2 separate regions of the Mus musculus genome follow, and region 1 is linked to region 2. A link is a contact called in public Hi-C data. All regions are on one chromosome and are shown on one strand. The core of a region is the stretch at or near the end of the contact, and the rest is flanking DNA. Distances in the headings are between cores, read along the strand shown. Region 1 overlaps Gm20755 (predicted gene, 20755). Region 2 overlaps Spata5 (spermatogenesis associated 5).

Region 1 (3,514 bases), core at 925-3,424, 380 kb before region 2:
TTTCAAACCAGTTAATCGTGAGCTGCTTCAGGAATTCTTCCTCAATCATTAACAAACACTGTCTGCGTCACTCATTTTTGGCTGGTTTCCAGCTATCCTATCTTAGAAGTCTTGGCCCTTGAAATCCGAAGTTAAGCATTTATATCTAGAACTTAAGGACCAAAACTATTTCTGCTTCTAGGTCATTAAAATTTTTAGAATACTAGGCCATTCTCCAGAAGCCTGTTTCTGTTTGGTAGACTGCCATCCAGGAATGTGCTCCCAGTCGGAATTCACAGGGGAAATGAGCCTACACTCACATTAAGGGAATCTATTTCCTCTAAAAGGGAAAAATAGGACAGAAATCGTTTTTCCAACTTGATGAAAAATTCATCCTATCAGGAGTTCATGGACAGAATGGGCAAACAGAAAACTTCTTGCATGCCAGAGGGCAGGATGCTCTGGCTTTGGAGGATGGAAATTGCTCTACCTGGGAAAGGCTGGTCCCCACAGTTCTGAAAGTCTATTCCTGGGAGCTGCTGCCTGTCTTCTGAAATGTTAACTTCCCCTGGGGCTCTTTGTTTTGTTATGTTGGCTTGTCTCCTCTCCTGTACCCCAGTCCTCCACTCACCCACCTCCTCCCCACCCCACACTACAACTTATAGGCTAAAAGTTTGGACTGAGGACTGACGGGTGAACTTATCTGGAACCATGTCTAAGTATAAGATGAACGTCACCTCAGCACCCTGTATAATTATGGTATTTAGCCAGCAATGTTGAACAGGGGCTCAAACCCATCAGGTTCTGGTTAATCTGCCTTCAGTGGCCACAGCTGGCCAACCGGAAGAAGACAATTGAGGAATAATGTTGTTATGTCTTAATAAAGATTACTGGTGTCTGAGGCAAGACCAATGTGCGGTGAACTTCTGGCTTTGCAGGCTCTGTGGAGAGGATGCAGGGGTGTGTCGCTTCGTTTGTTTGCTTGTTTTTGCTTCATGCTGTGCTGACTCTTGGCTTCTCCTTAGCTGAGTTTCCCAGTCTCCCTGAGCTTCCCATCCCCTCCCCCCTCGGAATGCATTAACTCCTAGGATGCAGATGCTAACTTTGTTAGGCATCTTCGATCAGCGCTTGACTTTTACATTAGAGTTTGAATTCTACCTCATCAGAGCTTGGCTATGACTTGAGACAATAGGTTATCCATACTCCAGCAGAAAGACTTGACAAGGAACACACAAGCACACACACACACACACACACACACACACACACACACACAAACATACAATAGATGGCGTGTGTGGCAGCTCAAGCTCTTTATCCAGTGCATTAAGATGACTTAGGAAGTTGGGGGTGGGGGGAATTCCATCCCTCATATAGACATGCAATAATAGTCTAATAATCTAATCTAACAAGTTTGACCCCCAGTAGGAAATAGTCAAAAAAGGACTTTCATGGAAACTGTGAAAAGATAAAGAAACAGTATGGTGGCCAGGAGAGTACACTTAGGAGTCAGTCCCTACTCAGCCACTCATCAGACATGTGACCTTGGGCAAATTCTGTGATGTTACCCTGCCTAGAAGTTCGCTTTAAGAAGGGGGATGCTACTGACAGAAACTGCCAGGCATCGGTCTCATAAGGATTAAAGGGATTATTAGCTCATCAGCAGTCCTTAGAATGGTGCCTAGTATTCAATAACCCGGAGAGAGGCTAGAGAGATGGCTCAGTGGTTAAGAATCCTTCCGGATCTCGAAGGGGACCTGATTTCAGTTGCCATGACTCATGTCAAGCATCTCACAGCCACCTGTAATTCCAGCTTCAGGGAAACTGACATGAGCTTCTGGGCTCCACTGGGCACCTACACTCATGGGCATGTACCTCCCAACCCCCTCCACATGTGTGATTTGAAATAAAACAAAATAAAATAAACAGCTGGATATTAATGCTGTTGAGTGGTCACTAAATACAGCCTGCAAAATCCCCGGCTCCAAATTCTTGCGTTAGATCCTTGACTTGAGGCTATTAACATTTAACCAGAGGATCGTAAATAAACTGAACTATGGTTAAACCCATCCTGTTAATGTGTCTGTTCCTGAGAAAATACAAACGCACATAAAAATGGAATGTCTTGGACCGTGTCTGGGAGGGAGGGATGAGCAATGAAAAGACGAGATGATTTGCTAAGGCTGCCGAGGCCGGACACAAACGTTTCTGGGCTCATCCTTGGTCCATGCCAGCACAGCTCTTAAAGCACAGGACTGAAATGACCTGCCTCCCACAGAGGAAGTGATTTTAGGGTCCAGGTTTCTGAGCATACTTTGGCATTCACGTCCTGGCTCCTGTTCTGATTCTTCTTCCTTCGTAATTACATGCCCGCTGTCAGCGCACCCAGCAATGATCCTTAATTACCTCCTCTTAATTACATACCTGCCGCCAAGGTGTGCCAGTTCCCCTTTGCCGTCCTCAGTCAGTTGGTCGATATTAGCCAGAAAGACGCACAGCAGCCCCAGGAAGGCTCCCTAGGAGCCTGTGGGTAGGAGGACAAGCTGGGGGATGTGTGTGTTTAATTGTCTTTCTTTTCTGGTTTTACTTTAAATGCTAGAACTTTCTCAGCCATGTTACAATGTGGTTTTGTTTTTGTTTTATGACTCGTCTGACTTTTTAAAAGATAACACAGGCAAAAGCCTCAGGGTACTTTCTAGATGTCCGATGCGTATTTGTTTATAGCATTCCAAAATATCATACATAGAGTTAGGTATTTCCACTGACTTTCTAACATCTTCCTCTTTTTATTGGCTGGAGATCAACTATAAAAGTCAGCACACACCAAAATACAGAGCTTCCTTTTAAATACAGAGAGAGAGAGAGAGAGAGGGAGAGAGAGAGAGAGAGAGAGAGAGAGAGAGAGAGAGAGAGAGAGAGAGAGAGAGAGAGAGAGAACTACAATTGTGACGTGCATTGTAATCTAAATGAAATTCCACCCCAGCAGCTGTTCTCCCAGAACAGACTTGTCCCTGATGACGCCCAGGTCTCAGGCCCAGAGCTGAACAGGAAGCTGGCTTAAGAATGGATGCACCTTTGAAAGTGGCAACCTGCCAATTGGAAGACAAACGTCCCCTTTCAACTGACCTCCGGTTGTGACAGTGTGCATACTTGGGGTACATTGACTATTCAGGGTATTGGAGAGGGTGGTTTCTGCCATCTGCTGAATTCTGCCTCTAGATAGGGAAGGAAAAAAGTATAAGAAATTAAATCACTGTAGGAAATATTAAAAAGTCGGGCTTTTTAAAACACATCGTTATGAAAACAAAACCTCCCTGAGACCCTGCTCTCTGGGTTGTGTGCATGTTTTTAGCTGTGTTTTCCTTTCAGTAACTTTCATTGCCTCTTGTGTTTCCATTACCAGTGGGCTTCCTAACATCTGTTTTCCATTTTTATTTCATTTCCACTTGTGACCTTTGGCCTAATCTTTGTGTTTGGAAAAACACAGGAATTAAAGTTGACATTATCTCCTCTGCTCTCTCCAAGCTGCAAGCAC
Region 2 (3,483 bases), core at 733-3,232:
AATTAAGAAAACTTTTAAGAGAAGTCACTGTGTTACATTCATGGAAAACGAAACAGAAGGGCCACCTCAAACTGTGTGGAATGCAGATGGGAGAGTAAGCCACCAATGCCTGTTTAGAATGTGCAGTGAAATAACTAACATGAGAAACATGGAGTGGTGGCAAGGGGGAACAATACTGATGATAGTTAGGCTCGTGATAGAACCACCACGATGTGAAAGGTGCTGAGGAGTCTGAAGGGCCCAGGGCTTTCATCAACTTCCCAATAAACCAGCAAGAAGTTATCTCCCAATAAAACCGAAATTGATAAATGAAAACCGACAAACTAAATTTTAATTGGTTTGAACAGACTGCCCTAAATCATACAAAAGTTAAATGGCAGCTCTGGGTTTAGATGCCCAACTACAGTGACTATTCTCTACTTAGTCCACCAGACAGCCCTGAGCTAGATGAGAAGGCAGGTGCTGGGTGCTGAGCAACATCAGACTTTAGGGCCTGAACTTAAGGACCATCATGATGTGCAGGTGGTATTCTGCAAAGTTGGTCTTTGTAAAGACAGAAGTAGCAAAGGACAGACTACCTTCAAAGGGGTCAAAAGCAGCCTGACAGGACCGAAGTAGTTTTCCAACTATGCTTGTTTGCAGCTCTCTAAGCTTCTCAGGCTCTGGCAGTCAGAAAAGATAAGCAGCCACACTGGTGTGTCTACACTGTAGTATTGACACTGGTGTGTCTGACCTGTGGTTGAAGAGTGACACGTAGCCAAAGAAAGCTATGAATGGGCTCAATGGTTTAAATTTTAAAATATTTCTACTTTTTGTGTGTGGTGTTTGCAAGCTTGTGTGAGAAGCATGTACATGATGCACATTGTATATGTCTTCCTCAATTGCTCTCCACCTTATTTTTTGAGATAGGATCTCTCAAGGAACCTGGAGCTCACCAATCAGCTAGCCTGGCTGCCCAATCAACTCCACTGGTCTCTGCCTCCTCAGTCCTGGGGTTACAGACGAAGCATCACTACTGAATCTACTTTTACCACAAGGGCCAAGGAACTGAGCTCAGCTTCTCCTATCTCCCCAGCCTCAGCTATTCCGTTTTTGTAAAGTGACCCAGCAGTTCTCAAGTGTGAACTTTGTAGATGACAATGTTGTTACACAATGCTAAAAGTCTGAAAACACCAGGGAGAGAAGAGGTCCAAGAAGCAACCTTGGAAACATTTAAGCTTATCTCCATACTGGAGAATGGAATCTGTATGAAAGAGGAAAGAAAGGATCATGAAGCAAAGGGCTATCTGGCAGACGGCACTGAGAAGAACAGGGAGACTAAAGCTTGGGCTTGTTACAAGGACAAAAGAGCTCCAGTGAGACAGATCAACAGTGCCCAGTGAGGCAGCGCAGGCAGCCATTGCCAGTGAAGAGGAAGACTGTGTAACCTCACAGTAGCATGGCCAGAGGAATAAACTGCCCCAAAGTGGCCATGAAGCACAAAATGTTATTTCTAGAGTTGATTTTTAAATTCCTGAATTCATAACATAGAAATTTCATTCTGGCATTCACATAGTGGCATTTGTTGTTGTGGAGATAGGTAGAGTAGTGGTTCTGAGGAACTGCTCTGTAACTGCAACTGTAACCCAAGTCAGAGGGAGCCTAAAGAGCACATCCCCCAGTGTGGGGAAGACAACCCAGAAGTGATGCAGAAACCTCAGCTCTTCTCTACTGTCAAGTACCCTTCTTTTGTATTAACTTTATTTGTTTCACCTTAAGTCGCCCCCAATCATGCTGACATCTTCTACTGATTATATTAAATCTAAAAGTGTTCTTAAACAAACGAAAACTACTCACTTCCATTCCTAAGAGTCCTGCTTCCAATTTTCAGGAGGAAATTAAATAATGTATAAATCAAATACTGGGCCCAAGCCCAGACAGCTGAACATCGTTTTGTCCTTTCAAGGCAAAGAGGAAGTGTCTGCTGAGGGAGGGACAAGCCAAAAGAAATAAAGCTTAACCTCAGTCCATGTGAAAGTGATCTCAGATAACTAGGACGTCTGCAAGTACGTTAAAAATGAGACCACATACTAACACACAACTTTCCATGGACGTGAAAGGCTGTATCTGGATCTAACTCCCACCTTGAAAACAAACACATGCTGGGGAAAAGACACTGCCTTAGAAATCCTACTTAGAAGACAGAGAGAGGGAAGGAAGCCACAGGGAGGGAGGTAGACAAGAACTTCCCTGAGCACTTACTACAGACTCACAAATACATTTCACTGTAATTGAAAGCACTGCTAAAAAAATAAAAAGGTGGCCCCACCAGCCTGGTGGCGGAGGAGGAGCACAGTTACCCTCCGGACCTCAGATCATGTTGCTGGGAGTGTCAAGGAGCCTGTGGGCTATGCCTGCAGCCTGAGCACTGCCCTGGCCTTCTGGCTCACAGCACACTGGATCTGCTTTGCTGTAATGCATAAATTCACAGAGAAACATGAATGGATAACAACAGAGGAAGGTATTGGAACGATGGGAATCAGCAAGTTTGCATAGGAAGCTTTGAGAGATGTTGTTTACTGCAGTCTGCCAGAAGTGGGGACAAAATTGAAAAAACAAGAGGAGTTTGGTACTTTGGAGAGAGTGAAGGCTGCCAGTGAGCTCTCCTCACCTCTGTCAGGAGAGGTAACTGAAGTCAATGAAGCACTTGCCGCAAAGCCAGGGCTCGTCAACAAATCCTGTTAAGATGGTTGGCTGATGAAGATGACACTGAGCGACCCTTCAGAGCTAGATGAATGATGATTGAAGAAGCATATGAGGAATACGTGAAGTCCTCTGAGGAGTGACCATGGCACCCCTCCATGATAAAACTGGGACATGACCTGCCCAGCATGCTTGTCTTAAACCAGCGGAGAATAGAGGTCTTGAAATAACTTTTAGCAGTACTAATGGAAAGAAACTGGAACTGTTCTTGACAGTGCTACTTAAGACCCACCCCCAACTTCCTAATGGATGCGGATAAACACAGGGTACAGATTTTTTTTTTTTTTTTGATAATCACCATATTAAGTATTTAGACTAGAGGTTAAACTCTGGTGTTTAGAATTCTTAAGATCATTTGAGGTGAAAAGTGGTTATAAGCTGGGTTTGGTGACAGACCACTGTTTAATCCCAGCACTCAACAGGCAGATGTTAGTTCGAGATCGGTCTACATAACAAGTTCCAGACCAGCCACAGCTACATGGTGAGACCCTACTTACTGGTTATAAGAATTTCATAATTCAGCCGGGCGTGGTGGCGCACGCCTTTAATCCCAGCACTCGGGAGGCAGGGGTAGGCGGATTTCTGAGTTCGAGGCCAGCCTGGTCTACAAAGTGAGCTCCAGGACAGCCAGGGCTATACAGAGAAACCCTGTCTCGAAAAAAAACCAAAACAACAACAACAACAACAACAACAAAAACAACAACAAAAAAGAATTTCATAATTCGAGCCAGGCTGTTGTGG

Evidence for each region. A called contact is a pair of places that touch in the nucleus more often than the background predicts.
Region 1: a contact with region 2 is called in a Hi-C map of uterus. The contact joins two enhancer-like sites. A contact is called at or near these places in 1 of 484 Hi-C or Micro-C datasets (uterus) and 1 of 9 other capture datasets (embryonic stem cells).

What each region holds. Positions count from the first base shown.
Region 1 is chr3:37,935,036-37,938,549 of GRCm38.p6, reverse strand. It overlaps Gm20755 (predicted gene, 20755), which reads right to left. Exons shown (of 4, transcript NR_040559.1): 2 at 3,106-3,194. Among named protein-coding and RNA genes, the nearest start is that of Gm20755, 38 kb to the right of the region's middle. Within about 2 kb of position 2,174, at least 54 of the 459 cell types and tissues checked have an H3K27ac peak or open chromatin away from gene starts, as enhancers often do. A contact at or near this core is called in uterus, where this site is marked.
Region 2 is chr3:37,555,475-37,558,957 of GRCm38.p6, reverse strand. All of the region lies in intron 15 of Spata5 (spermatogenesis associated 5), which reads right to left. All of the region lies in intron 2 of Gm36412 (a long non-coding RNA gene), which reads left to right. Among named protein-coding and RNA genes, the nearest start is that of Gm36412, 45 kb to the left of the region's middle. Within about 2 kb of position 1,982, at least 58 of the 459 cell types and tissues checked have an H3K27ac peak or open chromatin away from gene starts, as enhancers often do. A contact at or near this core is called in uterus, where this site is marked.